Regions from separate parts of the Mus musculus genome. Here all the other regions are linked to region 1. Evidence: chromatin contacts called from public ChIA-PET, HiChIP or PLAC-seq and promoter capture Hi-C data. All regions are on one chromosome and are shown on one strand. Each heading gives the region's core, a stretch centred on a gene start, on an enhancer-like site or on the middle of the called end of the contact. The rest is flanking DNA. Distances are from core to core; before and after follow the strand shown. Region 1 holds the start of Mindy1 (MINDY lysine 48 deubiquitinase 1). Region 2 holds the start of Sv2a (synaptic vesicle glycoprotein 2 a). Region 3 holds the start of Vps45 (vacuolar protein sorting 45). Region 4 holds the start of Mrps21 (mitochondrial ribosomal protein S21). Region 5 holds the start of Rprd2 (regulation of nuclear pre-mRNA domain containing 2).

Region 1 (5,686 bases), core at 815-3,314:
TCCTTACTCCCCTCCCTACACACTGACAGGACACAAATGAGGACCGTTCGGGGGTACAGCCTAGCAGAAGGGCATGTGCTTAACACACGCAAGGTCCTGGGTTTGATCTCCAGCCCCGGAACAGAGAGAAAGCCAGGAGATAGTGCATCAATCGGAATCTTGTCTTTTTCTTTTAAACTGGGATCACTGGGCATGGCGGCACACATCTTTAATGCCAGCCCTTGTGGGCAGAGACAGGCGTATCTGGTTGCCTGCTTTCTTCTTGTAAACCTTCAAGGCTTGGAGACTATGAAAAGGCCTTGAGGAGCGTCAGCTGGGTGTGGTGTTCCAGGCCTTCCCATCCCCATTACTCAGGGGGCCTTGAGGCCGGAGAACCTCGAGGTCGGCCTGGGCTACAGAGAAACATCAAAGTTCCTGAAATAACATAAATACAGTAAATTGATCATTCTCCTGATTCAAATATAACTTCTGCTAGCTTCAGGTAATTCATATTTTGTTAATTTAGACTTAGAGTAGCAAAGATTACCTGGAGGCCTTCCACCCCTCTTTCTCCACATCTCTTTCCCTCCCATGGCACTTAGAGTCAACCTTGAAACAGAGGCCATGTCTGGGAAATATTAAAAAGCCTAAAGACAAGCACAGCTCATTTTCTGCCCAAGGCTAGAAATGATCAATAATTAAGTGGGGGTTGGGAAAGCTAGTCGACCAAAGAGAGGAGCTACAAGAACCATGGGAGGGAGTGGGGGCTCAGTGAATGAGGACAGCTCCAGTGTCAGGGCAGGAAGAGCAACAGGGCTGCACCCTGCAAGGCCAGAGGAAAGCATGAGGGGAGGGGGACCCAAACAAACAGGGGTTATGGCCCTGTCCCTCCTCTTCTTTCCTCAGTCCAAATCTACACCTCCTCTTCCTGGAATTACCTATGGTGACCCACAGGGAGTCAAATCTCTGGTCCTTTCCTAGTCAGCAGCAGATACTATTCACAGAGTGGGAAAAGCATATGAAATAGGTATATCCTTAAAGACTTCACCCACCCTCAGGACTCTTCTCCCTACGTCTTTAACTGGTATTACCCAATCTTTCCAACCAAATGCAATTCTTCATGCCAACATGCTTTGAGATTCCTCTAGAATACAGCAAGCCCTGTAATTCTGGCTCTCTAGGAGAGGGAGAGAGAGGGTTTGGGTTTATAAGGGGGAAATTGAAGACCGCATCTCTTTTACTGCTCCATCTCTTACTGCTCCGGGTGCCTGGGATCCTGTAAGCGACCCAGACTTAAGAGACCACAGATGGGACATCAGGTGTCAACTTCGCCCAGAGAGGGTAGGGAGAGCTGCGAGACGAGGTGAAGATAGTTTGAAAACAAAAGTTTTTACCTCAAAGAGGTAGATGAGGTTCCGGCACTGGGAGAGGACTCAACTCTGGCGGTTCTACGCGGGAGGTGGGGACATCGTTGAGGGGCGCCGACTGCGCCAGCCGCCTCCCAGCTGTCAGCCCCAGAGCTTACACGGCTTGACACGGGTTTACTCTCGCGGCGTCCAGCCTGGGTCGCTGCCACTTCCGGACACACGCCCAATACGGGGGACGCTGGAGCAGGGTCGGGGCCGAGGACAAGCAAGGCACAGCGCAGGCGGTCCCGCCTGGCTTCCCAGAGTCTTCAGGATTCCCGAGTCACCGAGCCTCCGGCGTGCGCTCCAGGCCGTGCCTACAAACTGGCTTTCAAAGGAAGTTTGTGGTTTTTCTTTTTCTTCTCTCTGTCCCTCTTTTCCCCCTGTCCGGACAAAGACAAATTAGCCAAGGACGCGGTCCCTAGAGGAGGAGGAGGAGGAGGGGCCTGCTCAGCTACCGAGGATTTCCATCAGGGCTGTCTGAGCCGGTCAGCAGCCCGGTGAGCCGCAGAAAGGAAGAGAGAAAAACAACAGACCCTTTCTCTTCCCTCCGCCTGCCGCTGGAAGGGACGGAGCGCGTGTGCCTCTCTGGTGAGAACCGGGAAAAGCAAGCGGCCTGGCAGAGCCCGGAGGAGCAGGGCGGGACAGCGGCTGTTGATTAGACCTCCCTGGATGCCCGCCGCAGCCCTCTGCTCTGGAGCCAAGAAAGCAGGGCGGAAGGGCGTTGTGTTTGCATATGTACTCGTTCAATAAGAAAGAAAATTCCCACTCCTGGTTTTCTGGAGCCCCTGAGCTCTTTCCCAAGGCTTCCCTTCTTCCCCGTATGCTTTTTTTGAAAGGCTAGGAATGAAACTGGTTCAGCTGTGTACCTGGTCGGGGGCGAGGAAGACGCTCTTCTGCCTCTTCTCACCTCCCCGAGAAGCAGGACGATCTGGGGATAGATTAAAAAATGAGGGAACATGTTATGATGAAGGGACATTTTCCCCCCAAGTAGTCTGCCCTGGGACACGCAAGTGGCAGTTAAGGGATGTTGGAACCCAGCCTTAGGTTCTGAAGGCTCCTCTAAACTCTATTGATGTGACGGCCAAAGGATAAGGCTTCAAGCAACTCGGAAAGCCGAGAGAACTGTTGCAACAGAGACCCAGGAAGCAAAGTCACGGTTGCAACAGCCCATGAATGAGGAGTATTTGCTCAGGCTGTAGAAGAAAGGCTATGAAGAAGGAGGAAGAGTTGGCACGACAGTAGGTTTTAAGAAAACAAGTCAAACATTATGGTAATGTTTTCCTATCGTGAACAAACACATTGATCACGATTTGTCAGTTTGGTAAAGGGGAGAATTTAAAAAAAAGAAAGAAAAAACACCTAACCAGGGAAGCTATTTTAATAAATAATATGTACAGCAATGTTGTAATTTAAAGTCCTAACCAAACCAGGCCTGTGAATCCAGTATTCAGGAAACTGAGGAGAAAGATTACAAATTCCAGACAGGTTGGGCTAGATAGAAAGAATTTGTATTTTAAAAAAAATTGAGAGATTAATTTACATCAATCTCGAACAGATTTTCGGTGTAATATATGGAAAGGTACTATACTTAGTCCTATCTGCAAGTTCAGATGCCATAAAGGCGAGTTATTGTGACACATACACAATTTGCATGTCATAGCCCTCCGAAAACTGCTCACTTGAGGACAAACACGAGCTGCTGGACTACATTTCCCAGGAGGCACCGCGATATACCATACTCCTCCTTGACGTCCCATGAGTCTTTGGGCTCAGAACCCAGCCTCTGCCGCTGGGGGGCGGGGCAACGCCGGACTCCCGGAGTGCCGGATTACGCACTTCCTCCTGGGGTTCGGAGGCCGAACCCTTTAGTGGCGGGTTCGAGTCCCGCCCCCTGACTCTCGGCTCTAGACCCTAGGTCTAGGGCGGGGTACATTCTGCCGGGTTACCTCTCCTGGCTGAGGGGCAACGGCACACCTCGGGCTTTACCATGGAGGACTACCTGCAGGACTGTCGAGCCGCTTTGCAGGTAACGGGTCCCAGTCCGTGACCGAAAGGAATGCAGCGTGGGGTCTGGGAAGGACGAAGGTGTGGGATCTGGGGAGCCCGGACGGTCGGTGTGGAGGGATCACAGAGATGGACGCGGGGGAGCTAGAGGACCAAGCCCTTCGGCCATAGGCGGGAGAGCCCGGAGAAAGGAGTCTCTTGGTTTGCTTGAGTCGGGTCCTTCGGCAGAACCTGTGCGGCGGCCGCCAGCCTCGCCCGGCGAGGTGTGTCTCTCCCTTCTCCCCGCCCCTCTCAGTTTCCCTCCCGCAAGCGGGCTTCAGCCCACTGGGTCCAGGTGAACCTCTGGGAGTGGAGGGCACTGGGTGCACCGCTTTATTGCCTCTGAATGGCGGTTTGCCTTTTTTTTTTTTCCCTCCTAGGTAGAGGCGGTCGTGGTGTTTTACTTTAAATCTTTGTTTTTATGCCAAATATACAGAATAATTCATCAGGCATATATGTTGACCCACAACTTACATTCCTTTGCTTCCAGTGTTCTCCTTTAGTGTTAATGCAGGCGCGTGCGCATACACACACACACACACACACACACACACACACACACACACGTAAAAATACCGCCTCCTTGGTAAGGGATAAACACAAAGTGTGTTTGGAATCTAAACCATAAGCACGGCCCTGAATTCTTTGTAGCTTATTTTTGGTGCTTCCTGAACCAGCTGGACTCGCCCAGCTGTGTTGACAGGCTGTGTGGCATTAGGTCGCTCTTCCCTTTAAAGGCTCCAAGTCACCTGGCCCCCTGCTGTAAGTTTCTCTGCCCCTGAAGAAACAGATAGGCATCTTCCTTTCAAATAACTTAGCTCGGTATGGTAGCCACAGGCCTCTAGTTCCAACTCAGAGGAGGCTGAGACTTCAGTTCAGGCCAGGTCTGGACTGGGAGAAAAAAAACCCAAAAAACAAAAAACCCACAACGACAGAAACAGAACAAAACAATCCTCTGGGCAATAGACTCTATTCTTTAACAAACCCTGAAAGTCCCCTAATTCTGCTGGAGATCCAGCTTCGTGGATAAACGAATATTCTTTTTTTTTTTTTAATTAGGTATTACATTTTCAATGCTATCCCAAAGGTCCCCCATACCCACCCCCCCAATCCCCTACCCACCACTCCCTCTTTTTGGCCCTGGCGTTCGCCGTACAGGGGAATATAAAGTTTGCAAGTCCAATGGGCCTCTCTTTGCAGTGATGGCCGACTAGGCCATCTTTTGATACATATGCAGCTAAAGACAAGAGCTCCCGGGTACTGGTTAGTTCATATTGTTGTTCCACCTATAGGGTTGCAGTTCCCTTTAGCTCCTTGGGTAATTTCTCTAGCTCCTCCATTGGGGGCCGTGTGACCCATCCAATAGCTGACTGTGAGCATCCACTTCTGTGTTTGCTAGGCCCCGGACGAATATTCTTAATTTGAATTTAGGGTGAGGTTCAACTTGATGCCAGCTACACTAAAAATTTCCTTTTGAAGAATATCAGGCCAGGCATGGACCTGCTAATCTGTAATCAGCTCTGGGTTGGTTGAGGCAAAAGGCTTATTAGCTAAAGTGCAGCCTGGGGTGCATACGGACCTGGGTGCCTTGGTGAGACCCTCTCTTCATAACCCCCCTGAGGAAAAAGAACCACCTTATTTGGGGGAAGTTGTTTTAATACAAAGGCAATTTTGTTACTTCTTTTCTTGTGGGCCGGCTCCTGACTCCACCCACCTGATGCTGGTTAAAGTGTGCTTTCACACTTTGCCTGAGGTCTGCATATTTTGTTTACTTTTTATTGCGTTTGTTTTTGCAATGGCCTTTTATAAGCCCAGGCTGGCCTTGAAGTCCCGATGTAGTTGAGGTCGAGCTTGAATTTATAGTCCTGCTTCTGCTTCCTGGTGTTGGGATTATAAGAGTCACCTGTGGTGCCCAGCTTGGCTATTTTTTTATTTTATTTATATGAGACAGGGACTCACTATGTAGTAGCCGTGGCTGGCTTGGAACTATGTAGATCAAACTAGTCTCAAATTCAGAGATCCACCTGCCTCTGCCTTCCAAGTACTGGAATCAGAAGCCCTTGAAAATAGTTTTTTTTGTTTTTGTTTTATATGTGTGTAGGTATCTGCCCATTTAAGTGCAGTGCCCATAGGCTGCAGAAGAGAACATTGGATTCCCTGGACCTGGAGTTGCATGTGGTTGTGAGTCACCAGATGTGGGTGCTAAGTACTTTCTAAGATCAGTCTGAGTTATAAGCACTGAGACATTTCTCTAA
Region 2 (5,686 bases), core at 1,496-3,995, 900 kb before region 1:
TGCCTAGTCTTTGGGGTGAACCGCAGAAAGGAACGCTATCAAGGAGAATACCAGTCAGATGCAAAGCGCATGACATTTGAAGTCCCCACCCCCACTTGCTCCCTGCTGATGGGCAGGCTGCCCCAATCTGCCTGAGCCTCAGTGTCCTTCTAGTTAACGTGATGGTAATTGAATTGGGAAAATCCACTTCTCAGAGTTGTGAGACTTAACCTCACAGAATTATTTTATGAATATTAGTTTGCTTCCTTCCCCATTATATTGAAAAAAGTTTGAAGGAAGCAGGTCCAGCGGAGGTTCATACTTCACTTCTGATGCCCAGGATCCTCCCTAGGCATCAGAACTTTGTCTGGGTTTAAACTAACTTCAAGAGCTGGAATTAGGTATATCCTTTGTAAACTAACAGGATAAGGACCCAAAAGGGAGACTTGAAGCTTAGGTAGAAGGGACAAGAAGGAAGACCATGAGCTAAGAGGAAAGGCAACCAGCTGCCATCCCCTTCCTTCAGAATGTCACATCTAGAACTCCCCTTTTGCCTGTGGGGTAGGACTAGAAATGACTGGTTGCGATCACGTTCCCAGTGAGAGTCTAAGGTCTATAGTTGTTCTATTCTTCCAGGGTCTCCCTTCCTAATCTCCTTTAATCCCTCTGGTTCTTCAGGAGTCAATGAAAAAGGAGTCCATAAATACCGCAGTGCAGTGCGTAGGCAGCTGGTGGAGAATGAAGGGGACCTCCCCCCCCCCCAAAATAAGACATCCCCCAAAGGGAGGCATTGGATAACCTCCTTCCGGGCAACAGAGGACACAAGCCTGGGTTAAGAGCAATATCATTCCCCTAAAATAATCTCCTCTGCTCCCACCCAGTCAAAGGCTTGACCAGTCACACACACACACACACACACACACACACACACACACACACTAGTGGAAAAGGGTAAATAATGCCTTGTCATTCAGAAAGATACACTGGCAAGGAAAGATGTAAGCAGTGGACAACAGTGACCAGGAACAGTGGCCTCGATGTCACCTTTTCTTCATGGTTCAGGGAATAGCATCCCCAGCGCCAAGGCAATTTGTGTACCTCGGCTCTCTTTCCCAACCATGATCCCTCTTCAAACCCTGAAGGAAGATTTGGACCCACCAGGAGCTGTTTCCCATGCCTGTTGACATTGTTTCCCCTCAGCTGTGGGGGTAGGAAAGGCTCCCCAGCCACAACAGCACACAGTGGCTCAACAGCCAGTGCCCCCCCAGGGCCACCAAGCCCAGGAGGGAGAGAAAGAAGACAAATTCTTTGAGCTGGTGAGGAAGTCGTGCTATATTTAGCCTGCAGAGCAGCACAAGAGTGGCTGAGCCTGAGGAAGAGAGACAGCACTGGGAGAGGTGGAGTTAAAGGAGACCAGACTGGGATTTACCAAGTCCTTTAAGGCTGACTGGCTTCACCTGACCGGAAGAAACATGTCCATAATTTTCTGCAGAAGGTGGAAAGGGCATGTGGAAAGGGCTTCGTAAGCAAACCTTTCAAGTAAACTGCTCAGGTCCAGACGGGCCCCCTAATCAAAGCCCCTGCTTTGGAGGCCACCCAGGTTTCCATCCCATCCCATGCCAGGTCATTAAGAAGTGACAAGGTCATGAAGAAGCAGTCATTGATCAGAAGATTCCCACTGAAAAGGACAAGGGGCAGAGAAGATTCCAGAGTGCCCCCCACCCCCACATCACAGCTTGATAACTGACCCTCTTACCCCTCCGCAAGACTGACAAGACTGAGCCTCACCCCTACAATCTACCCCTGGGTTTGGAAGATGGGAGCATCCAGTTTGGGGGGGTGGGGAGGTGTCAGCTGAGAATGTACACGGAGAAATGCTCACGGAGAAATGCTCACGGAGAGGCCAGGGATGTAGAGAAAATGTTTCACATGCATAGGCTTAGGGACCGCCTCTGCCAGGATTGCGGAGACCCCCAACCCCCACCTAGCCTCAGCTCTGGTACCAGGCATGAGGCCCTGGAACTGATTACATGGCTGCTCCCACCCCTGGTCCTGCTGCTGGACAGGTTCCCACCATCCTTCTGCGCCCCTCTCCTGACCCCCTCAGTAAGCGCCTCTAGTGCCAAGCCCCAACACCTGGTTGCTTCCCATGTCTGTCTGCCCAGTGTTTCATTCCTTCTATCCTTCACCAAGCCGATTCCTCTACCCCCTAACCCACCCAAGTCCAGGCAAGAGCGGCTGTACTCATTCTATGGCCCCAGCCAAGGTCATTTACCATGGGTGGGGGGGGGGGAGAGGGGGGTTGGGGAGGGACGTACATCAAGGTGAGGAGAGGATGGAGTTTGAGGGAACCTCAGCTTACCTAACAGCCCCTCACCAGGTTTATGTAATGGGGACTTTAAGCTAAGGTAGAAAAAAAATCCTCGCATATGTATGTATGTGTGTATATACATACAAATACATATATGTGTATTGCACATATATATTTATTTATTCAAGTATATTCTCAAAGCAATTGAAATAAATGGCCCATTCCCCAAACCACCATCACCCCCACCACCACCCTCACCCCTACAGCGGGGACAGTCACCCTCCCCATAAGCAAAGCATCAGAGATAAAATGGCTGCAAGGCTAGACGAGGATGCTTCTGCCCGGGGCGGGGTAGAGGTGAGAGGAGAGGGGTCTCACCTGAGCTTGGTTCCCCGGGTCAGGGAGTCCCCGGGTGAGGGAGGGGGTCCAGCCACAGGGCTGAGGCGGCAGCGGCGACTGCTCCTCCCGGTACCAGGGGAAGCGGCACTGCAGACCTGCCCCCCGCACGCGCTCCGGCCCCGCCTCCGACCCTCCCTCCCCCGCGCCAGTGAGCAGCGGGAGAGACCATTGTGGGGGGTGGGGGTGGCGAAAGAAAAGATGATGGGGCGGGGGGGGGGGGGGGGGGACTTAGGACACAGGAAGAAAAGATGAAGGAACTGGAGGGGACTGTCAGGGTGACAGCTGGAAATGACAGTCTTTCTCAGCCCCTTCCTCCCTAGCAAAAGATGCCAGGAATTAAAGACACTAGCAGTGGTTAGGGGAGTAAGTGGAGGAAATAGACAGGTGATGAATGAGGTAGCCCCTTCCTTTGCACCCAAGCTAGGATGAGAGAACCCAGGAGTCCCAGCAGTTCTTGCTGCGTTAAAAACAGCTCCCTCCCCTTCCACACTGCTCCCTGGAATTAAAAACCCTCTCCTAAACCCACAGCTTGGACTCCAGGTTCACCTTGCTATGTGAGAGGACTCAGAGATAACAAGGTGTGGTTTCTGTACTCAATAGTCAGAGTCAGTGACAACTGGGCCCCTGTCATCTGTCTCCTCCAAAAACAGTCCAGACTGTTTATGTACAAGGACCTCCCCCTCCCCATTTCTATTCAATTGCTGGTAGCAGAGGCGGTGCTAGAGGAGTTTGTCTGATCAACTGGACAGTTCCCTTTCTAACCACACTCTCCAGTGACTCAAAAATACATACATACATACATACATACATACATACATACATACATACATACATCCTATCAATTAACAACCTCCTCTTGTGTGTGTGTACGTACACTGGCTTGGGTTCTCCTTTTCTTGAATCTTTTCTGTTTTATTGTCAGGTAACCTGGACTGACAGATCCAGAGGCACTTCAAGGATGTACAACCTGAACCAGTCTACTCCAGATAAAACCTTGGGATTGTCTGGAACAAGCACTGACCAAAGCACAGCCCAGATTTCCACCGTTGGTTTTGACCAAGTCCCCTGCCTCTGTGAACCAACAGGCTTCTTGTCTAGAAAATGGAGTGTTTTGGATGAGGCGTCTTTTTTAGCTGTAATACCATGAGACTGCTCGGTTAAGTGTGGGTCTAGGATGCTGGGAGATACTGAATACAGAAGGCTGGCAGCCTGTGTGCTCAGAGATTTCCCAGATGCCATTTGACATCTGAATTTACTATGCTAGGGATATGAGCCTAAGTTTTGGAGGACCCAATGCTGGATTTTGGAAATGTATGGGTCAGTAAGGTTCACAATTAACTGAAAGTCATAATAGATACTAATTTATCCTAAAAAGTTACCTCTCACCTAGACTGAAGATTTTTGTGTCCGGTACACTCTCCCCCTTAAGCCAAGTCAGGACCATGTCAGTGTAAGTCACCCAATGACATAACGGAATGAGAGAACTTGTATCTTTAATGGCATCTGGCCATCCCCAGTAGGAGGCCAATGATTCCAAAAACTCTCCTGGCAACAACTCTCTGCCCCACCTCTACGAGCGGGGAAGCTTTGCCAATGCTCTAGGAGTACTCTTAGTCTGCTGGCTGGAGCACTCTTTCCAGGATGGTACTTGGAACAGCTCTGCCCACATGGGCCCCAGGGACTAGCCCTTTACTAGACTTTCATTGATGAACCCTCTTAAGGTTTAATACATCTTTTAAACACATTATTCCCCATTTTAGGTTTAGCCAGGCCTTGCTGGAGGGAAGCTGTGTCTTCTCTTTCAGGTGCTTCTGCACACTCTGCACTATTTCCTAGCTTTGCAGAAATCTATCACCCATCAGCCAAGGGCAGCATAAGCCTGTGGTCCCAGCTAGCAGGAGGCTGAGACAAGTTCCATGCTTGTCTGGGCTGCAGAATGAGTTTAAGGGCATCTTAGACCCTGTATCAAAATGAAAAGTACAAAGAGGATTCAGTCCCCAGGACTGCAAGCAAATTAAAAGGGAAAATACGAAGTTTATTTTAAATTCTGAGGGAAGACTTAAATCAAGTACTTCATCACCTCCCCACGCCCCTGGACAAGGTTCAACAACACAGGTTTCTTCAGGTTAGGTCAGGCTCCCTAAGGAGTGGAGCATTCCCAGCTTCCACTTACACATTTCCTTGTCCAGCCTCACAGCCTTGCTATTGTCTGTTGGGTTGACTCTCATATTTACATCTCTAATCCAAGTCTGCCTCCACCTGCTTAGTCAATTTCACTACCTGGATGCCTGGGGCAGTTCATATTCCTGGGCAAAGAGCCCACAGCATCCTCCCTTACCTCAAGGTTGTTTTGAAGGGTTTTGTTTGTTTGTTGTTGTTGTTTTGAGACAGGGTTTCTCTGTAGAACCCTGGCTGTCCTGGAACTCACTCTGTAGACCAGGCTGGCCTCAAACTCAGAAATCCACCTGCCTCTGCCTCCCGAGTGCTGGGATTAAAGGCATGCGCCACCACTGCCCAGCTGTTTTGAAGGGTTTTTATGGTCACCAATGAAAAAGAGCTGAAAAGCACTAAAACCTCCAGCCCAACCTGGCTCTGACCTCAGCCTTCACACAGCCTTAGTGCTAGATCCACCTTTCAAGAGAACTCCAGCTAGGAGCATGGCAACCTCCCAATTCCAACATTCTATTGACAGGCAGGAGGACAAGGCCTGTTGAGAACCAGGTAAGGCTTCTGGGTTAGGATTAGGCTAGATCATCTTCTTAACTCTGGCTTGTCCTAGGAACTATGTAGGCCAGACTGGTCTTGAACTCAAGAGACCCACCTGCCCGCCTCTGCCGGGGTCAAAGGCATGCACCACCATGGCTGACTAGTAAGACCATCTTCCGACCAAAAACCTAGACATCACTATTTTCCGAAGAAGTCTTCCTGAACATTCGGACCAAGTTAGATGTTCTGACAGTTTAACACTTGCTGTGTTCATCCTGGTCACCAGCAAAG
Region 3 (5,686 bases), core at 1,738-4,237, 780 kb before region 1:
TCATCATCATCATCAAAGGACAGATGTGTGTCCATGAATTCTTATTTAAATTTAGGGTCTAGAAAATGAAACAGTCTATCAGCCGGGTCTCAGACTTTTGATACCTTCCCTTCCTTGTTTTTTCACAGTTGGATCAGGGCTGAAGGGGTTAATCAACAGTTAGTGTCCATTATGGGATAACTTACATTTCCTTAGAATTTAAATATTGAAGTCCTAAAGGAGCATCCTAATGAAATGTCAATGCTTAGAAGGTAGCTGTATTTAGAGTTGGGGTCTTTAAAGGAGACAACTAAATCCAAATGCAGTCATCAGAGAGCCTCTAACCCAATACATTTGGTTTGTATGAGGAAATTAGAATACAGAGGCTCAGAGAGATCATGTGCTATCACAGGACAAGACCTTCTGCAGAAGACCCAAGAAGAAGTCAACCCTGGACACCTTGACCTTGGATGTTCACCCTCCAGAAATATGAGAAAATGCCATTCTGTTGGTTTAGCCTCTTTGTCTGTTGGCACCGTTATGATGTCCTCGGCACATTAATACAGCATCCAACACAGAATATACTTGATGGGTACTTGTTGAAGAGAATTTGTAAATGCTACATTTTATCCAGCTACTAAGTCTCCCAAAGCTGAGAAAAGATACAGAATAGCCAAGTGCCCTCTACTTCCCTGACACATTGTAAAGCCTCAGCATGCAGCTATGTTCTGGCCTTCAGTTGTGTGCCCCTTGCTCCCTCTCTGACTGAATCATGAAGCATTTGTTTATGCATCTTTCTGGCCTGAGGTTTTAGCAATATGCTATTTTTACAGTCTGGTAGTACACTATTTAAAAAGGCATGAGCTGCTTTTATTCCCAGTACTCTGTTTTTATCCAAGGAAGCTTTAAGTTCTAACTCATCCCACACCAAATACAGTAGTTAATTTCAAAGTTATTACTTATTGTAGATATTATGTATTCATTCTTTGAGTGATGGACACTCAGATTGTTTACAACTTTATCTTACGACTCTCAGTGACTCTGTTAGAGCATCTGTGTGCATGCTTCATAAACATGTGAGAGTTTTTTAGAGCATGAAATTTCTCTCATGGCCACACACAGGGGACACTGGGAAAGCTGACAACTGAAGCAGCTCAGAGGCAATGGGGGCCCAGTGGCCCTGCATGGCCACTTCTGGGTTAAAAGTGTGGGAATGATGCTCTACTGTACAAGAATACCAAGGGGCAGGAAATTTGAACCCACAAGCATAAGGGTTTTATGTTTCACTAGCTTTTAAAGATAATTCCACATTTCTATTAAAAAAAAAGGCTCTTTGATTCTTGCGTTGGTAACCTGTGAATTCTTGTCTCACACTGTCTCCAACACTTGGTATTGTCAGACATTTTAAGCTTGTCAAAGTAGGTATTTTCTTTTTCAAAAAGTCATATCTGTCTGAATACAAATAACTAAAAGGACTCTCTCCACTCATTTCTTACAATTGTAATCTGACAAGGCACCATTTCAAGGACAATCATTGTTCTACTCCTCGTCTCTTGTTCAGTTTGTTTTATTTTTTGAGACAGGGTTTCTCTCTGTAACAGAGCCCTTGCTGTCCTGGAACTCACTCTGTAGACCCCGCTGGCCTCAAACTCAGAGATCTGCCTGTCTCTGCCTCCTGAGTGCTGGGATTAAAGGTGTGTGACACCACTGCTGGCTTGTTCTTTTTAAGATACAGAAAGTTGAAAAAATATGACATACTATATTACAGTCCAGGTAAGGAAATAGAATCCAAGCAACATGGGTGATGGTGATTTTTCAGATACCAGTAACTTGCTAGATTTGTGGGTAAATTTTATTTTCTTTGATGAGTCAGTTTTCTATAATATATGAACTTTTTTGCTGATAAAACAGGATTGTATATAACATTAGATCTCATTTGTGTGTAGTTAATATCCCACTGACTCGTTTAATATAAAGCTTTAAGGCTTCTGTCAAAACATATGCACACCAGTAACTCCAGCACTGCAGACACTGAGGGGTCACGCGTTCAAAGTCAGCCCGTGTTACATTGCAAAGCCTTATTCAAACAAAAAGGAAGAAGAAAGAAAGTCTCAAAACCTGTACTGTGCCCAATGGGAAGTTTTATTTACTGGTTTATTTATTGACTGGAAAACTGAAAAGAACACATTTTCACAATTTTAGAAGTGACAAATACCTGTATTTCAAGTGACTTCTAGTCTTCCTCAAGGGATTTGGAAACTTCGCATAATTTGCATAACCCGATTAAGTTCTTCTATTCTATTTAACCGCATATTTCTTACAGTATGTTGAAAAAACTAGTATTTAGTGGTGCTGTGTTGATTTTAAATTAATTTTTTAAATTAGCATTCTCAATGAGTCTCATAATGGCATTTATACACATGACAATAATATCTCATTCTAATGTGTTTCCTTTTTTTCCTGCCTCCAGCCCCTCTACCCCTAACCCCGCGGTTCCTAAAGCTCCCTGGTCCCCTTCCTCTACTAAATAGTCTGTCTGTTTTGTGCTCCTTGTATTCATTCCCTTGTATTCCAATACTATGTCTATCCGGGTCTCCCTCTCTTAAAATCTCCTTCTCACCTCTGGTGATCCTTTGCAGTTTCACATCTCACACACGTCATTATTTTGGTGTAAATATTTGAAGCACTAATAGCCAATGATTTGTTGCAGTTATTTGTCTTCCTGGTTGTACAGTTCTCTATTGTAAGAAGGTGAGGAACAAAACACCTTGATCCGAAGTGTGATAATAGTGTGTCATCTGTTGAATTTTTTGGAAACTGAAGCTTTAAGATCCAGTTGATTGCTAATTGTTCTTGCTTCTTAGATTAAAAATGTGTTTACCTTTAAATTCTCAAGTTGGTTTTGTTCCGGCCCCAATGAATTAACTGTCCCCGCCCATTGCAGGGGCCCTGGAAACCCGGCGTCCCTGAAAGCCAACCAAATTCAGTACTTTGGGCGCCGCGAGCTCGCAGTCCCAGCGGTCCTGAGTAGGGGGCGGGTGGAAGCTCCGCGCCTTCCTGGGGTCTCTAAGGTCTACAACATCTCTAAATAGCGTTCCCATTGTTTCTTCATTCAACAAACGTGATGAATTTCAGCTCCCCTTCTCTCTTTAGGAAACCCAGTTGAGTCTCATTCTATGACCTACCAAATACAAAATGCCGTCTCTTGATGCTACTTTGTTTGGATACTTTAGAAAACCGGGGCTGCCTCTGTAACCTAGCCTGGGCTATCAGAGAACTTGCTATGCAGTACAGACCTGGGACCCCGCTGCCCCAGCCTGCCCAGTGCTACGATGACGTGCGAGGGCTTCAGAAAAGATGCTCAGCAAACAGTGTCCGAGAGAGCTGTATCCCGCGGTGCGCCAAGCGCTTCCCTACTCAGGACCAGAAGCCAGCACAGCGCGGGTTCGGGGAAACAGGCTGCCTTCCACTCCCTACCGAGAAGCGTCGGGAATGGCACCGTCGCTTAGCTGCTGAGTCTGAGTCCCGGACTCCACGGAGGAACTACAATTCCCAGTATCGGAGCTACCCGGACTCCCGGAAGCCGAGGCTTTGGCGACCGGAAGCAGCTGAGACCCAACAGGCCTGAGGTTAATTCAGCCAGGAAAGTGGGTGGGAAGGGCTGTGGGGCACCTGTCAATTCGCCACCATGAATGTGGTCTTTGCTGTGAAGCAGTATATTTCCAAAATGATAGAGGACAGCGGGCCGGGCATGAAGGTACTTCTCATGGATAAAGAAACGGTGAGTTTGCTTTTGCTCAGTATTTATAAAGGAAGCTCTCCCTTCCTTTAGAATTGCTGGCCCCGTTCCGCTGTAGAACTTAGCATTTCACTGATGACGATGATCAAGTCTGTCTGGCACTGGGAAAGTTGTAGAATGCTTTCCCAGTGGGTGTGCAGTCTAACCAGCTCTAACTGGTGCCAAGAGACTTCTTACACCTGAAAGAGTGTCTGCAAAGAAATTGTTACTGGCGACACAGGGAAGACTTTACTCAACGTTGTTTTTAAAAGTAAATTGTTGGGGTTCAGCTGAAATAACAGGCTATTTGTTGACCACAACTTTAAAAAAGGAATTGTAAAGGAATGGTGAAGATCCTCTTTAGAAGTTTCTGAGTTGTTCATGTTCAGAGAGAGTGGTAGGTTTTCATTCTAACACATTACAGCCTGTTTTGGATATTAGGTAAATATTATTCTGTATATTAGAATTTAAATTACCTACTCAAATATTAGTGGCAAAAGGCTTAACTATTGATGCATGTTTTTACTAGTCCGGACTAGTATAATCTTAGTTCGTTCTTTTGCTTTACAGACTGGTATAGTGAGTATGGTCTACACACAGTCAGAGATTCTTCAGAAGGAAGTATACCTCTTCGAACGAATTGATTCTCAAAATCGAGAGATCATGAAACACCTAAAAGCAATTTGTTTCCTTCGACCCACAAAGGTACTACACACACTGAGCTGCCGTCTCTGTGGGCAAATGCAGAGTACTGATCCGAAAGCGTTAAGAAGGCAAAATAAATTTGTGTTACCATCATTTGTGGCATCATAATTATCCTGTTTTGTCAGAGTTGTGACCTTTCTTCTCTCCTTTCCATGCCTCAGTTCACCCCCTCACAGCCAGGTTTTCCTTCTAGAGATCTTTTAGAATAATAGCTATTCCCAAAGCCACTAACTCTGGGAACCTAAGTCACTTTAGTGCTGGCTTGACCTGGTACCTCGTGCTGAACACCACCGTCACATCTCTTTCCTACAGCTCTTACTGTCGTGAGCCTTTCTCATTTTAGTTCCACCTGTCCTCAGGAACAAATCTGTCTTTATCATAAAAGTCAGTGAGCGGTCACTCCGTGATTGCTATAGTGGCTCAGTCTGACTCCTTCCGTTAATCCCAGTGGTCTAGCATGAAAAGGCCCTCTTTTGGCCAGTTTGGTCTTTCTTTACATATTTAACATTCCTGTGTTCCAATTCTCGTCCTGTATTATAGCCAACTGGGCCTTTTGTTATCATTCCTCTACATATTTATTCCTGTCCTTTATCTGTTTACTTCCTCTAAAAATTCATATGCCATTTTTTAGCTTTTGTACATCAACTTGCAAATCTGGCTTCAGTGCCCTCTTTACACGAAAACTGTGTAGCTGAGGTGGGGGTGGGGTGTGCCAAAGGCTGCGCCGTGTGGAGGATGGAGAGCACCTTGCAGGAGCTGGTTCTTGCCTCCCTTTTGAGTCCCATCAGGTTTACCCACTGAGCCATCTCCTCTCTCTGACACCCTTGTTTGTTTTAAACAAACGAACAAACAACAAAAACCTTTTCTATTTCTTATTTTTTTAGTATTCTATCTTTTTGGTTTGAAACAGGCCTAGCTGACCTGGGACTCATGCTAAAAATCAAGCTGTCCATAAGTTTGTGGCAATCCTGCCTCTGACACGGAGTGCTAGTGTTGTAAGTGTCTGCTACCATGTCTGGCTTTATTTCCTCTTGTCCCACCTTCATGTTTGTCAACTCCAGTGTGCCTTCATCATGCGTGTGTATTGGGCACTTTGCCAGATGCAAACCAGATTTTGTCACAAAATCACCGAATGACTGCTCACTTCCATGGTAAAAACAGATCCCTTCCTTGTTGACTGCAGAGTACATCGTGGTCCAGTTCCTATCATTTTTTGAGCCTTTT
Region 4 (5,686 bases), core at 2,366-4,865, 590 kb before region 1:
CACACACAGAGAGAGAGAGAGAGAGAGAGAAGTCTTTGTTGTTTTTCAATTACAGAGGGCTATAGAGATGCTCAGCCGTTAAGAGCACCCATTGTTCTTGCAAAGGACCAAAATTCTGATTTCAGTACCCACATGGTGGCTCACAAACCTGTGTAATTCCAGTTGCAGGATATCTGACCTCCTATGGTGCACATACATGCAGGCAAAACACTCATACATATACAATAAGTCCAAATACTTTCAATTAGCTAAAAATTTATTAAAATGTTAGCATTTTATGGCTGTGGAGGTAGCGCCATACAGTGCTGGTGGTTCACGCACAAAGCCATGGGTACACGTGGATGTCATCTCAGCCCCTGGGAGGTGAGGCAGGAGGATCGTAAGCTGATGGAGGGTCATCATCAGCTACACATCTTCTTCCAGACCAACCTAGACCCTGTTTTAAAAGACGTGTGAGGAACACTGGAGAGACCGCTAGGCAGTCAAGAGCAGTCGCCATCTCATCATAAGGATTGGAGTCAGAATCCCAGAAACCATTTAGTAAGCCAGGCCAGGGCATCCCACAGCTATACAGCTCTGAGAGATCTGATGCCCTCTTCTGGGCATGCCCAGGAACATGCACGTGTACATATGTCTGCACATACATGCACACATGGGCACACAAGAACGAACACACACACACACATGTGCGCGCACACACACACATGCGCGCACACACACACATCTATAAAGTAAAAGACCTGGTGAGATAGCTCAGTGGGTAATGGCGTCTCCCACCACTAAGCCTGATGATCTGAGTTCAGACTCAGACATGGGACCCACCCAGTGCCAGGAGGGGAACAATTCTGGCAAGTTGTCCTCTGACCTCCATACATGTGCTATGACACATACACATGAGCTTTTTTTAAAAAAATGTATCATTATTATTCTTTTTTTTAAAGATTTATTTATTTATTATATGTAAGTACACTGTAGCTGTCTTCAGACACTCTAGAAGAGGGCATCAGATCTCGTTACGGGTGGTTATGAGCCACCATGTGGTTGCTGGGATTTGAACTCTGGACCTTCGGAAGAGCAGTCGGGTGCTCTTACCCACTGAGCCATCTCACCAGCCCCCACACATGAGCTTTTATGGGAGCTCTTGTACACATGTACACATGCATACACCTGCACGAGTGCACACACATGCATACAAACACACACACACACACACACAATGACTCCTCTTCTGTTGATGAAATATATGATGCCAACATTTTTCTAGATATCTAGGCTTAAAACTTAGGGGCATTGCAGTTGGGCAGAAGGCTCAGAGGTTGATAGTACTGACAGCTCTTACTGAGGACCCAGGTTAGATTCCCAGCACCTATATGATGGCTTACAACATCTGTAAATCCAGATCCAGTGGATCTGATGCTCTCTTCAGGCTTTTCTGGACATCAGACATGCATGTAGACAACACCCCCCATATACATTTATAAAAACTTTTTTTTCAGTCTAGTAAAAAAGAAAATGATAACAAGAGGAGAAGAGTTGGCTCAGCAGTTAAGAGCACCTGTTACTCTAGCAGAAGACCCAAGTTCAATTCCCAGCATGTACATGGTAGCTCTCAACCATCTGTAATTCCAGGCCCAAGGGATTCAGTGTTCTGTTCTGACCTCCAGGCACAGACATAACACACATACACATACATGTAGGCACACACATACATGTAAGCAAAATACTCATACACATATAATAATAAAATAAACCTTAAAATTAAAACAAAAATTAATGAATTATCTTACATTATATCCCATTCGATTCTTTTTTTAAATATATATTTTAATTAGGTATTTTCTTCATTTACACTTCAAATGCTATCCCAAAAGTTCCCCATACCCTCCCCTCTCCACTCCCCTACCCACCCACTCCCACTTCTTGGCCCTGCTGTTCCCCTGTACTGGGGCTTATAAAGTTTGCAATATCAAGGGGCCTCTCTTCCCAATGATGGCCGACTAGGCCATCTTCTGCTACATATGCAGGTAGAGACACGAGTTCTGGGGGTACTGGTTAGTTCATATTGTTGTTCCACCTATAGGGTTGCAGATCCCTTTAGCTCCTTGGGTACTTTCTCTAGCTCCTCCATTGGGGGCTCTGTGATCCATCCAATAGCTGACTGTGAGCCCATTCGATTCTTATGACCAATTTTGTGAGACCAACAGAGTAGATGTTAGCATCATTTTACAAATAAGAAGCCAGATTGAAAGTTCATGTTTAGCAAGATCTAGATTATAAGTATTTGTAGGTCACAGATCTCCATTTCTTCTACCCAAGTCTACCACTATAGCCCAAGAGAGCCGTATAATATCAACAAATAAACATGGTAGTATTCCAATATTTTTATTTAGACAAAAAGTGCAGACCCCTAGTCTGAGTAACTTGTTCAAAGTCATACGTCTGCTGATGCTTAGAATCTGAAGCTAGAACTCCTTTCTAACGGATTACGTACTGTCCATAGAATTAATTTTGCACTTATTATATGCGACTGGGCCTAAAATTGTGTCTACATACTGTCAGTTGTACAAGAGACACTGGAATAGTATCAGCAGTGCTTAGCAGAGGACAGTCATTCAATTAGGTTTGCTGACAAGCACAAAGGTGTCTAGCTTCAGTTTGGGACTTTGGATTTGGCTTACTACGAGGCAGGCTTAAATTTTGTGTGAATACCTATTAACTGATAATGACCTGGCCAGATGGCCCGGTGGTTAAGAAAATTAATTGCTCTTGCAGAGAACCCAGGTTCTGTTCCCAGTACCCACATGGCAGCTCAGAGCCTCCTATTAACTCCAGTTCCAGGGCCCCAACACCTCTCCAATCCTTCTTGAGCTCCTGCACGCACGCACGCACACGGTGCACATACATACACGCAGGCACACGTACACACACACAAAATAAAAGCAAATCCCTTAAAGAAGTAACAGATGAGGGTGCATCTGTGTGTGTTGTGGGTAGGTTTTTCTGTATATGGATACTTCTAAACCCATGTAAATAACCATATATGGAGATGTGGGGATAACATACACATAGGGTTGTCCAGACGTATGGAAGAAAAAAAAATTCTACTAGATCTTACAAGGCAACAAATGGCAAAGTTGGCATTAAAACAACAATATTTTGATTTAAAATTCTGCAGGCGTTTCCCATTTGTTTCTTTTTGATTCTACTTTATTTAATGAAATGGCTTAGGTAGCTGATGCAATGGGAAACTCACAGTATGTAATTTCTTTTCTTAACTTTTAGGCAGATTAGGGGGTGTGGAGCCATTTTTTTCACCCGGTGAGCAGATCTGTCCTTTTTAAATAGAAAATATTCTCAGGACGCTTCCCATTTCCCATCCAGAAAACGAAATCGCTCAAATCTAGTAAAAGTTTAACAGGATTAGAGCTACGGATCGGGCTGACCTTCTCGCAGACCCGACGACCGCGACTCCTCCATAGGAAGGTGAGGACGCTGTTCCTTTGACTGTCAGGCGGAAAGTCCAGCGCCTGCGCTCAGCACCGAACCTTCGCAAGGTCAGACGGTAAGCGGAGCTGCAGTCGGCTGAGCCCTGCAGCGTAGCTTCCTCCCGTCGCGGGACTCCGTAGCTTCCGCTTCCGGTCCGCAGAGACCCGGAGTCCGAATTCAGAGGCCCCAGGTAGGGAGCTCGAGGGGTGTGGGGGGGTTCACTGAGCTGCAAAGCGAGTATGGCGGGAGGGCAAGATTTCGCGTGGTGCCTAGAGGCGGACGAAGAGTTCTTTCTAACTCTCAGCGGAAACCTATTTTTTGGTTTGCTTTGCTTTGCTTTTTCGAGAGTGTTTTTATGTAGCCCTGGCTGCCCTGAAACTGGCTCTGTAGACGAGGCTGGCCTCGAACTCAAGAGTTCCGCCTGCCTCTGCCTCTCAAGTGCTGGGATAAAAGGCGTGGGCCACCACTGCCCGGCAATTATCTTTTAATTATTTCTTGGTGTGACCGGGGGGTTGGGAGGGGCGAAAGTCAGGACAGCTTGCAGGAGTCTGTCCTCTCTTTCCACCGTAAGGATCCAGGGCTCTAACTCGGGTCATCAGGCTTGGTGGCAAGCGCCTTTACCTGCTAAGCCATATCACTGCGTAGTGAAAGAAATGTTGCTAACAATTTGCTTGTACTTTTTCATTAAAAAAAAAAGTTATTTATATTTTATGTGTGTGAGTGTTTTACTTGCATGTATGTCTGTGCATCACAGAGGTCAGAAGAGGGTGTTGGATTCCCTGGGACTGTATGTGTTGTGAGCCACCCTGTGGGTACTGGGAATCGAACTTGGATCCTCTTAACTACTGAGCCATCTCTCCAGACTTACTTGTACTTACTAAGATATGGAGAATTCCTCCAGCCCAGTTCTGTGGATCTCAAGCTGGTTCTGTTGCTAAATTAAATAAAAACTACCTATGGTAAGTTGTGACTCTGTTGGGCTTTGTTCTCTTACATTGAGTCTCTGGTTTCCATGCTCGATGTCCAGTCTGTAGTCCCGGAAGAATGAAGATTTAAATACGAGGCCATGGCTAAACATCTGAAGTTCATTGCCAGGACAGTGATGGTTCAGGAGGGGAACGTGGAAGGTGCCTACCGGACCCTGAACAGGTAAAATGAGTCGAGTCTTGCCTGGACCAGCCGTGGGAAATGTGAGGTGATCCTGCACCCAGCCTACCACCTCATAAAGCCTACCACTGGTGCCAGCTCTGTGTAGGCTCTGAATACCACCACCTCCACCTCCTCCTTTTTTCCTCCTCCTCCTCCTCTTTCTTCTTCCTCCTCTTCTTCTTTTAAATTTATTTATTGTGCATACAGTGTTCTACCTGCATGTATGCCTGCATATCAGAAGAGGGCACCAGATCTCAGTACAGATGGTTGTGAGTCACCATGTGGTAGCTGGGAATTGAACTCAAGGCCTCTGGAAGAGCAGCCAGTGCTCTTAACTACTGAGTCATCTCTCCAGCCCCTCTGGACACTTCTTATCCCTTCAGTTTATTATCCTAAAAATGAAGTTCTCCAAATTCAGCTCGATGGAGCTTATCCAACAAGCAGCTATCATCCCTTGATGATAAATCTGAGTTCTATCCAAAGACCCCGAAAAACTGCTGGGCACACTGTAATCCCAGCACCTGGGAGGTAGAGACAGGAAGAATTTGAGAATAATTTAGATGATGGTGACTAGACTCAGTCTCAGATGACCCCTCCTCATGTCAAAAAAAAAAAAAAAAAAAAAAAAAAGTCTGGGAGGGGAATGAGAAACAAGAAGCAGAGGCATGGTGCATTTCAGCTGAGCCAGTATCTGTGGAATAAGGCTACTAGAGAGGATTAATTCCTCTGTGATTTTTGTTCATCTCATGTAGCTCAGGCTGGCCTAGAATGGGCAGTGTAGCCAAGGATTACCTTGATTCCTGATCCTCCTGCCTCCGTCTCCCAGATGCTGAGGTTGATCGTGTGTTTGATATTGTTTACGTGCCTGGCTAGCAAAGATGGATTCTAATTGTGCTCTTGAAGAAATAAGTCATGGATGAGAAGGCATTTCAGGTTCCAAAGAGTTATAGCATAAGCAGACACATAGAGCTAGGGGCTGGAGAGATGGCTCAGTGATCAGGAATGCTTGCAGTTCTTGCAGAGGACCCAAGTTTGGTTCCCAGTACCAACA
Region 5 (5,686 bases), core at 1,473-3,972, 540 kb before region 1:
AATGAGAACTTGATTGTAGGATCATTAAGGTCTTTAAAAGTGTTGTAAAATTTAAAACAAGATTTATTAATAAATATGTATATGAGTACACTGTAGCTATACAGATGGCTGTGAGCCTTCATGTGGTTGTTGGAAACTGAATTTTAGGACCTCTGTCTATGGTGATTCCGTGTGTGAGCTAAGTGTGTCTGGAACAGGATCAAGCTGGCTTTCCTTATTGAGGAGCAGAAAATTGTGGTGAAAGCACAAGTACAGAGTCAGAAAGCAAAATAAATATGCAGCTTTTTATAAGTAATAAAAATCAAAGCTTGGAAGAAAGAAAGAGAATCCAAAGTGCAGACAGGCTTTTAAATCTCAGCACTTTGGCAGGGCAGTAGTGGCTCACACCTTTAATTTCAGCGCTTGGGAGACAGAGGCAGGTGGATTTCCGAGTTCAAGGCCAGCCTGGTCTACAGAGTTCCAGGACAGCCAAGACTGCACAGAGAAACCCTGTCTCGGAAAACCAAAACAAACAAACAAACAACAACAACAAAAAACCCACCTCAGCACTTGGAAGGCAAGGAGATAGGATCTCCTGAATTGGAGGCCAGACTCTACAGAGCAAGTTTCAGGATAGCCAGGGCTACACAGAGAAACTTTAGCTCAAAAGAAACAAAAACAAACCCAAAGTCAGTACAGTGGCTTTCAATGCCCTACATGAGCCCTCTTTGCTTCTCACCTCTTCTGTCTCTTATCTTAGTGGCTTTCTCATCCTCTGCCAGTCACACTGGCTTCCTTCTTCTTCCTCTAAAATGTTTCAACAGTCCTGGTTTAGGGACTCAGCACTTGGTGTTCTTTTGCCAGCTCTTCTTCCCTCCCCTCATATGTGCTTGGTTGCTTTTTTCTCAATCTCTTTTTAAAAACTGGATCACACCATTATTCATATACACAGTCTTTCTCCTTTAATCTTACTCCATACCTCTTTATGACTCCTTACTCCCTGACACATGCTTGTGGTTTGGTCCTGATACCAAATCAAGGCGGAGTAATTTTTGTCTGCTTTGCCATCATTTCCCTAATCCTAAAACAGTTCTTGGCACAGAGATATTAATTTTAAATGATGAAACAGGCTCCTTGCCTCAAAAACCTTTCCGTTGAGTTGGCATAATTAAAATGAAGTTCCTGTGTTCAATAGGAATACATGAACGTCCAATCTTCTCAAAAGATTCACACAGGCAGATGAGAATGTAATGGTTAATTTTTTAAAAAGATTTTCTTTATTATTATATCTAAGTACACTGTAGCTGTCTTCAGACACACCAGAGAGGGCGTCAGATCTTATTAAGGATGATTGTGAGCCACCATGTGGTTGCTGGGATTTTAACTCAGGACCTTTGGAAGAGCAGTCAGTGCTCCTACGTGCTGAGCCATCTCTCCAGCCCATAATGGTTAATTTGAGGCTGTGCTAATAAACACAATACTCAAGACTCTTGTAAACTGTAACGCACAGGGCAGTGGTGGTGCACGTCTTTAATCCCAGCACTTGGGAGGCAGAGGCAGGTGGATTTCTGAGTTCGAGGCCAGCCTGGTCTACAGAGTGAGTTCCAGGACGGCCAGGGCTACACAGAAAAACCTTGTCTCGAAAAAACAAAAACAAACCTATAACGCATTACGAAATTGTGATGTTACTACCTAGCAAAGAAGCCACACCTTGTCAATTACTCTTTCCTCGCTTCGAAGACTTTTCAGAGAAATTTTCGTTTAACTTTTATTCCCTCTTTCTAGAATGCAGTCGGTCGGCTGGCTGTGAACGGTGTCATCGCAGTCGGGCGTGTAGCATAGGTTAGTCAAGGAGTGCCTAGAGAACAGCTAACAGGGCCTGACGCATGCGCGTCTTCCCCCACTCCGCAAGACGTGCCAGCCATTTTGTCGCGTGTAGGTCCCCGATGGCGGGGTGGCAGGGAACGCAGCTGCAGCTGTCAAAAACAGTAGCCACAGAACGGTGGGCATTTCCCATCCTAGTGTGAATTAAAGGCTCCCAGGGAGCAACCCCGCCATGAAGCCAAAAGCAGGGCCGAGCACTGAACTGGGGTCTAGTAACGTCCTAGGCTCCGGAGCGCCTCAATCCTGCCTCCCCAGGTTTTCCTCCCAACCCGCTAGGCGCAGACCTAACGCGCAGGCGCACAGAGAGACGCAGCGCCTCCTCCGCCTTCAGGTCCCGACGCGCTTCTCCGACCCCCTTCCCTGATTGGTCGAATCGCAGCGCCATCACGCCCCCTCGGCCCCCGTGCTCAAGATTGAGGAGGAAGCGGAGGGGCGGGGCTTCCGTGCGCGTGCGCATTTCTTCTGCTGGTCTATTGCTGCTATTGCGTTGCAAAAAAAAAAAAAAAAAAGAAAAAAGAAAAAAAAAAAAAAGAAAAGAAAAAAAAAAAAAGAAAGAAAATTTTCTGCCTAGGTAGCTTTGGGCCTTTCCTGTGGTAGAAAATCTAAAGGCAAAGCTCTCTGCAGCCGAAGGGACGGCGGAGTAGCGTTTCGTCTTCGGTACCAAGGCCGCCCTGGGCTCACCGGAATTTGGCCAACGGGATGAGGGAAGGGCCTTAAGAGTTGAGGAGCGTAGAGGCTAAAAGCCTTAGTTGTCGGCGCCGTCGCAGGTTCTGTCTCCTCCGTAGTCGTCTCCCGACTCCCGGTTTAAACACCACCCCCGAGCCATACTGACAGTCCTCCGCGGCCGCGGCCCCTCCTCGCAGCGTGTGGGAGCCGCCAGCGCGCCCAGCAGCTAGCCCTCCTGCCGCCAGAGGAGCCTAGCGCGTGCAGCGTCCCCACCCCCTGGCCGCCCTCCCCTCCTGCTGCTTTCACGCACTCGCACTGATTGTTTTGCCCGCTCCCGCCGCCGCCGCCGCCGCCGCCGCCAGAGGACCAGAGGCGCTTGTGCAAACCGGGGAAGATGGCGGCCGGCGGCGGCGGAGGCAGCAGTAAGGCCTCCTCCTCGTCGGCCTCGTCCGCAGGGGCCCTGGAGTCTTCGTTGGATCGAAAATTCCAGTCGGTGACCAACACCATGGAATCCATTCAAGGCTTGTCGTCCTGGTGTATAGAAAACAAGAAACACCACAGTACAATCGTCTACCATTGGATGAAGTGGCTCCGGAGATGTGAGTGTGGGGGCGACTAGGAAGGGGGAGGCTGGAGAGATGGAGAAAATGCGGCCCCCAAAACACTCTGGGGTTTGCCCACCGAGCTGCTGCATTCAGTTGGGGTTCACATTAAAGATCGGGCGCGAGTGTTCCCTAGCCCAGACTCCATCCTAGGCACGGTTGCCCTGCTCTGCAGGGGGCTCATTGCTTGGAATTTTTCAGCCTCACATTTGGCGTGACCTTGGGCCGTTGGGCCTAGACCCGTAGAGATTTTCGCGTTTCCTTCCGAGCCCTGGAAGGTGTGTTGTTGATTATCCTGAACCTTCACGGAAATGGTCGCGTCCGTTTATTTCTTACAGGCCTTGACGTGTTAATGATCTCTGGGTTTCCTGTTGGCTAGTCAAGCCATGGTTTAAGCTGTCCACTTCCCTGAAATATGTTAGACCAGGCAGTGTTTTCCGCCGACGTGAAACTTGGGATATGTCTAGAAAGGGGCCTTCTCTTGATGACTGTGGGTGAAACTTGGCGTGTGTTTTAAGGAGGCTTTCCCTGGATGAATGTGAAGCAATAGGAACTCTACAGAGCTGTGAGGCGACCACCTGTTTTCCTTTTACCTGTGTTTGCAACACTAAAATACAGACCACGGGATACTGACGAGACACAACTGCGAGACTGTAATCATCATTGGTACCGAAGTATAAAATATATCCGGCCACTTTTTAATCTCCTGAAGCACACTTTACAGAATTGAGTTTGTTTGCATAGGCAATCAAAATGGGAAATGTGAATTTTAAAATATATTTATCTGTTTTAGATATAACCCCCATCTCAAGTATACTTTTTTTTTTCAACCTGTGTGGTTCTCCCCACAACACTGCTTTAATACAGAAAAGAGGTCTTCTAAAATATGAATTGTTAAACTGGGCGTGGTGGCCCATGTCGTTTCAGAGGCTGAGGCAGGAGGATTGCTGAAAGTTTGAGGCCAGCTTGTTCTACCCAGTAAATTTTAAGCAATTATAACCCCAACTCCATACATATTTATTCAAGTTGTTTGCTTCCTATCTATATAGCCTCTTGCCAGTGGTACTCAGTTAACAGTTTTCTTATTCCATGTCTGTCTTCGCTTCTATAATATTTTTTGAGTTTACTTGTTAGTGAACAAGTGGATAAAACTTCAAAATTATAGGCCCCAAATTTAAAATCTTTTGTATTTAAGACAGTTGTTCTGTGGTTCTTTGAAATATACTGTTGAGAAGGATATTCGAGAGAAAGGACAGGATTAGCTAGTCTTTTTTATTATTATTATTATTATCATTTTGGTCTTTTGAGACAGGGTTTCTCTGTATAGCCCTGGCTGTCCTGGAACTCACTCTGTAGACCAGGCTGGCCTCGAACTCAGAAATCCACCTGCCTCTGCCTCCCGAGTGCTGGGATCAAAGGCGTGCGCCACCACACCCGGCTTAGTCTTTATTTATTATTGTCAGATTTTTTGTTTGTTTGTTTACTTCTTGCCAAGAGGTTAAACTAGAATCTGCAATATCTGTCACCTTCAAAGACTCACATATTATGTATCTGCCACATGCCAGCCATTTCCTTAGTCCTTCTAATATACTTTATAGTCTGTTGAATTGCATATGAGGAACCTAGGGCTCAGAAATGTCAGGTTGCGAAAGGTTACTCAGTAAAGCGATGTGGTTAAGGTTGGGCTCTGTTGTTAGCTTTGTGAGATGGTGCTTGGTGTATTGAGTGTATCAGTGTAGTAAGCAGTGCTGATGTGGGGACATCTTCCACCGTTTTAAATCATTTTACCAAACTATGAAGCATTTTTACATTCCTTACTGTTGGTCTCCAGTGTTTTAACCCTGTGGTTATATATTTTCAAGAATAAGTTGGCCCCTATCTCTGCGTTGTGGGATCACAAGTGACAATTACACTTTTTTTTTTCTAGTCAGGCATAATGAGAAATGCTAGGACCAGAATTTTCCCTGTCTTTGTTGTTGTTTGTGTCTGAGTTTATTTCCTTTGTTGGTACTAAGAGTAGGAGGGTAATTTTTTTATCTGAAAAGTGGATTCTACATAATTTAAATGAAGTGAAATGTATTTGACTTTTTAAAGCCTGCTATCAGTTTCATAGTGGAGTGAAACTTAAACTTTCTAAAATGGCTAAGAATAATTTGTGGACATTTGTGTTTACAGGTGATAAATATCTACCTCAGGAATAAAGCCAGAGTGGTGAAGGCTAGGATGCAAATGGCTGTTGTATTAGGCCAGTATTTTCACCTAATGTTTAGACCTTCACAGAGTTGCTAAGTTTGCTCAAGCATTCCCAGTCTTTCTGTCCATTTCCCTGAGGCTACTCTTGCTTCTTCCTTTTCCTATGACATCCATTATTTAGTCATTTAGGTCTTGGTTAAATGTAAGTGACTGTACTAGAGATATCAGGAGATGTTTTCTTTTTTGTTTGTTTGTTTGGAGACAGGGTTTCTCTGTATAGTTCTGGCTGTCCTGGAACTCACTCTGTAAACCAGGCTGGCCTCGAACTCAGAACTCAGAAATTCGCCTGCCTCTGCCTCCCA

What was found. Promoter capture Hi-C pulls out the DNA fragments that hold promoters and counts their contacts. ChIA-PET counts read pairs in DNA pulled down with a chosen protein or histone mark. HiChIP or PLAC-seq counts read pairs in DNA pulled down with a chosen protein or histone mark.
Region 2: an H3K4me3 HiChIP or PLAC-seq map of forebrain shows a contact between it and region 1, with 5 times the contacts expected there. The contact joins the promoter of Sv2a here to the promoter of Mindy1 in region 1. A contact is called at or near these places in 3 of 115 datasets of contacts at active chromatin or transcription factors (forebrain, microglia and pancreatic cancer cells) and 2 of 9 other capture datasets (liver and pancreatic islet).
Region 3: a contact with region 1 is called in a promoter capture Hi-C map of erythroid cells, with 2.9 times the contacts expected there. The contact joins the promoter of Vps45 here to the promoter of Mindy1 in region 1. A contact is called at or near these places in 4 of 39 promoter capture datasets (erythroid cells, hippocampal neurons, liver and 1 more), 3 of 115 datasets of contacts at active chromatin or transcription factors (bone marrow-derived macrophages and microglia) and 3 of 9 other capture datasets (adipose tissue, liver and pancreatic islet).
Region 4: a promoter capture Hi-C map of liver shows a contact between it and region 1, with 6 times the contacts expected there. The contact joins the promoter of Mrps21 here to the promoter of Mindy1 in region 1. A contact is called at or near these places in 7 of 39 promoter capture datasets (embryonic stem cells, fetal liver, hippocampal neurons and 2 more), 1 of 484 Hi-C or Micro-C datasets (B cells), 5 of 115 datasets of contacts at active chromatin or transcription factors (astrocytes, bone marrow-derived macrophages, craniofacial prominence and 2 more) and 3 of 9 other capture datasets (adipose tissue, liver and pancreatic islet).
Region 5: a contact with region 1 is called in an RNA polymerase II ChIA-PET map of memory CD8 T cells, with 283 read pairs. The contact joins the promoter of Rprd2 here to the promoter of Mindy1 in region 1. A contact is called at or near these places in 1 of 39 promoter capture datasets (erythroid cells), 4 of 484 Hi-C or Micro-C datasets (B cells, embryonic stem cells, muscle stem cells and 1 more), 17 of 115 datasets of contacts at active chromatin or transcription factors (T-cell acute lymphoblastic leukemia, astrocytes, cardiomyocytes and 13 more) and 3 of 9 other capture datasets (adipose tissue, liver and macrophages).

The regions. Positions count from the first base shown.
Region 1 is chr3:95,279,313-95,284,998 of GRCm38.p6, reverse strand. Mindy1 (MINDY lysine 48 deubiquitinase 1) reads right to left here and starts at 2,064. Exons shown (of 10, transcript NM_199475.1): 1 at 1,374-2,064. It overlaps Prune1 (prune exopolyphosphatase), which reads left to right and starts at 2,923. Exons shown (of 8, transcript NM_173347.2): 1 at 2,923-3,414. The coding sequence starts at 3,376.
Region 2 is chr3:96,178,286-96,183,971 of GRCm38.p6, reverse strand. Sv2a (synaptic vesicle glycoprotein 2 a) reads right to left here and starts at 2,745. Exons shown (of 13, transcript NM_022030.3): 1 at 2,669-2,745.
Region 3 is chr3:96,055,756-96,061,441 of GRCm38.p6, reverse strand. Vps45 (vacuolar protein sorting 45) reads left to right here and starts at 2,987. Exons shown (of 15, transcript NM_013841.3): 1 at 2,987-3,760; 2 at 4,328-4,462. The coding sequence starts at 3,668.
Region 4 is chr3:95,869,443-95,875,128 of GRCm38.p6, reverse strand. Mrps21 (mitochondrial ribosomal protein S21) reads left to right here and starts at 3,615. Exons shown (of 3, transcript NM_001355759.1): 1 at 3,615-3,676; 2 at 4,514-4,635. The coding sequence starts at 4,553. C920021L13Rik (RIKEN cDNA C920021L13 gene) reads right to left here and starts at 3,607. Exons shown (of 4, transcript NR_040446.1): 1 at 3,444-3,607.
Region 5 is chr3:95,815,989-95,821,674 of GRCm38.p6, reverse strand. It overlaps Rprd2 (regulation of nuclear pre-mRNA domain containing 2), which reads left to right and starts at 2,722. Exons shown (of 11, transcript NM_001368178.1): 1 at 2,722-3,128. The coding sequence starts at 2,924. Gm29948 (a long non-coding RNA gene) reads right to left here and starts at 2,795. Exons shown (of 2, transcript XR_375854.4): 1 at 2,545-2,795; 2 at 1-1,955.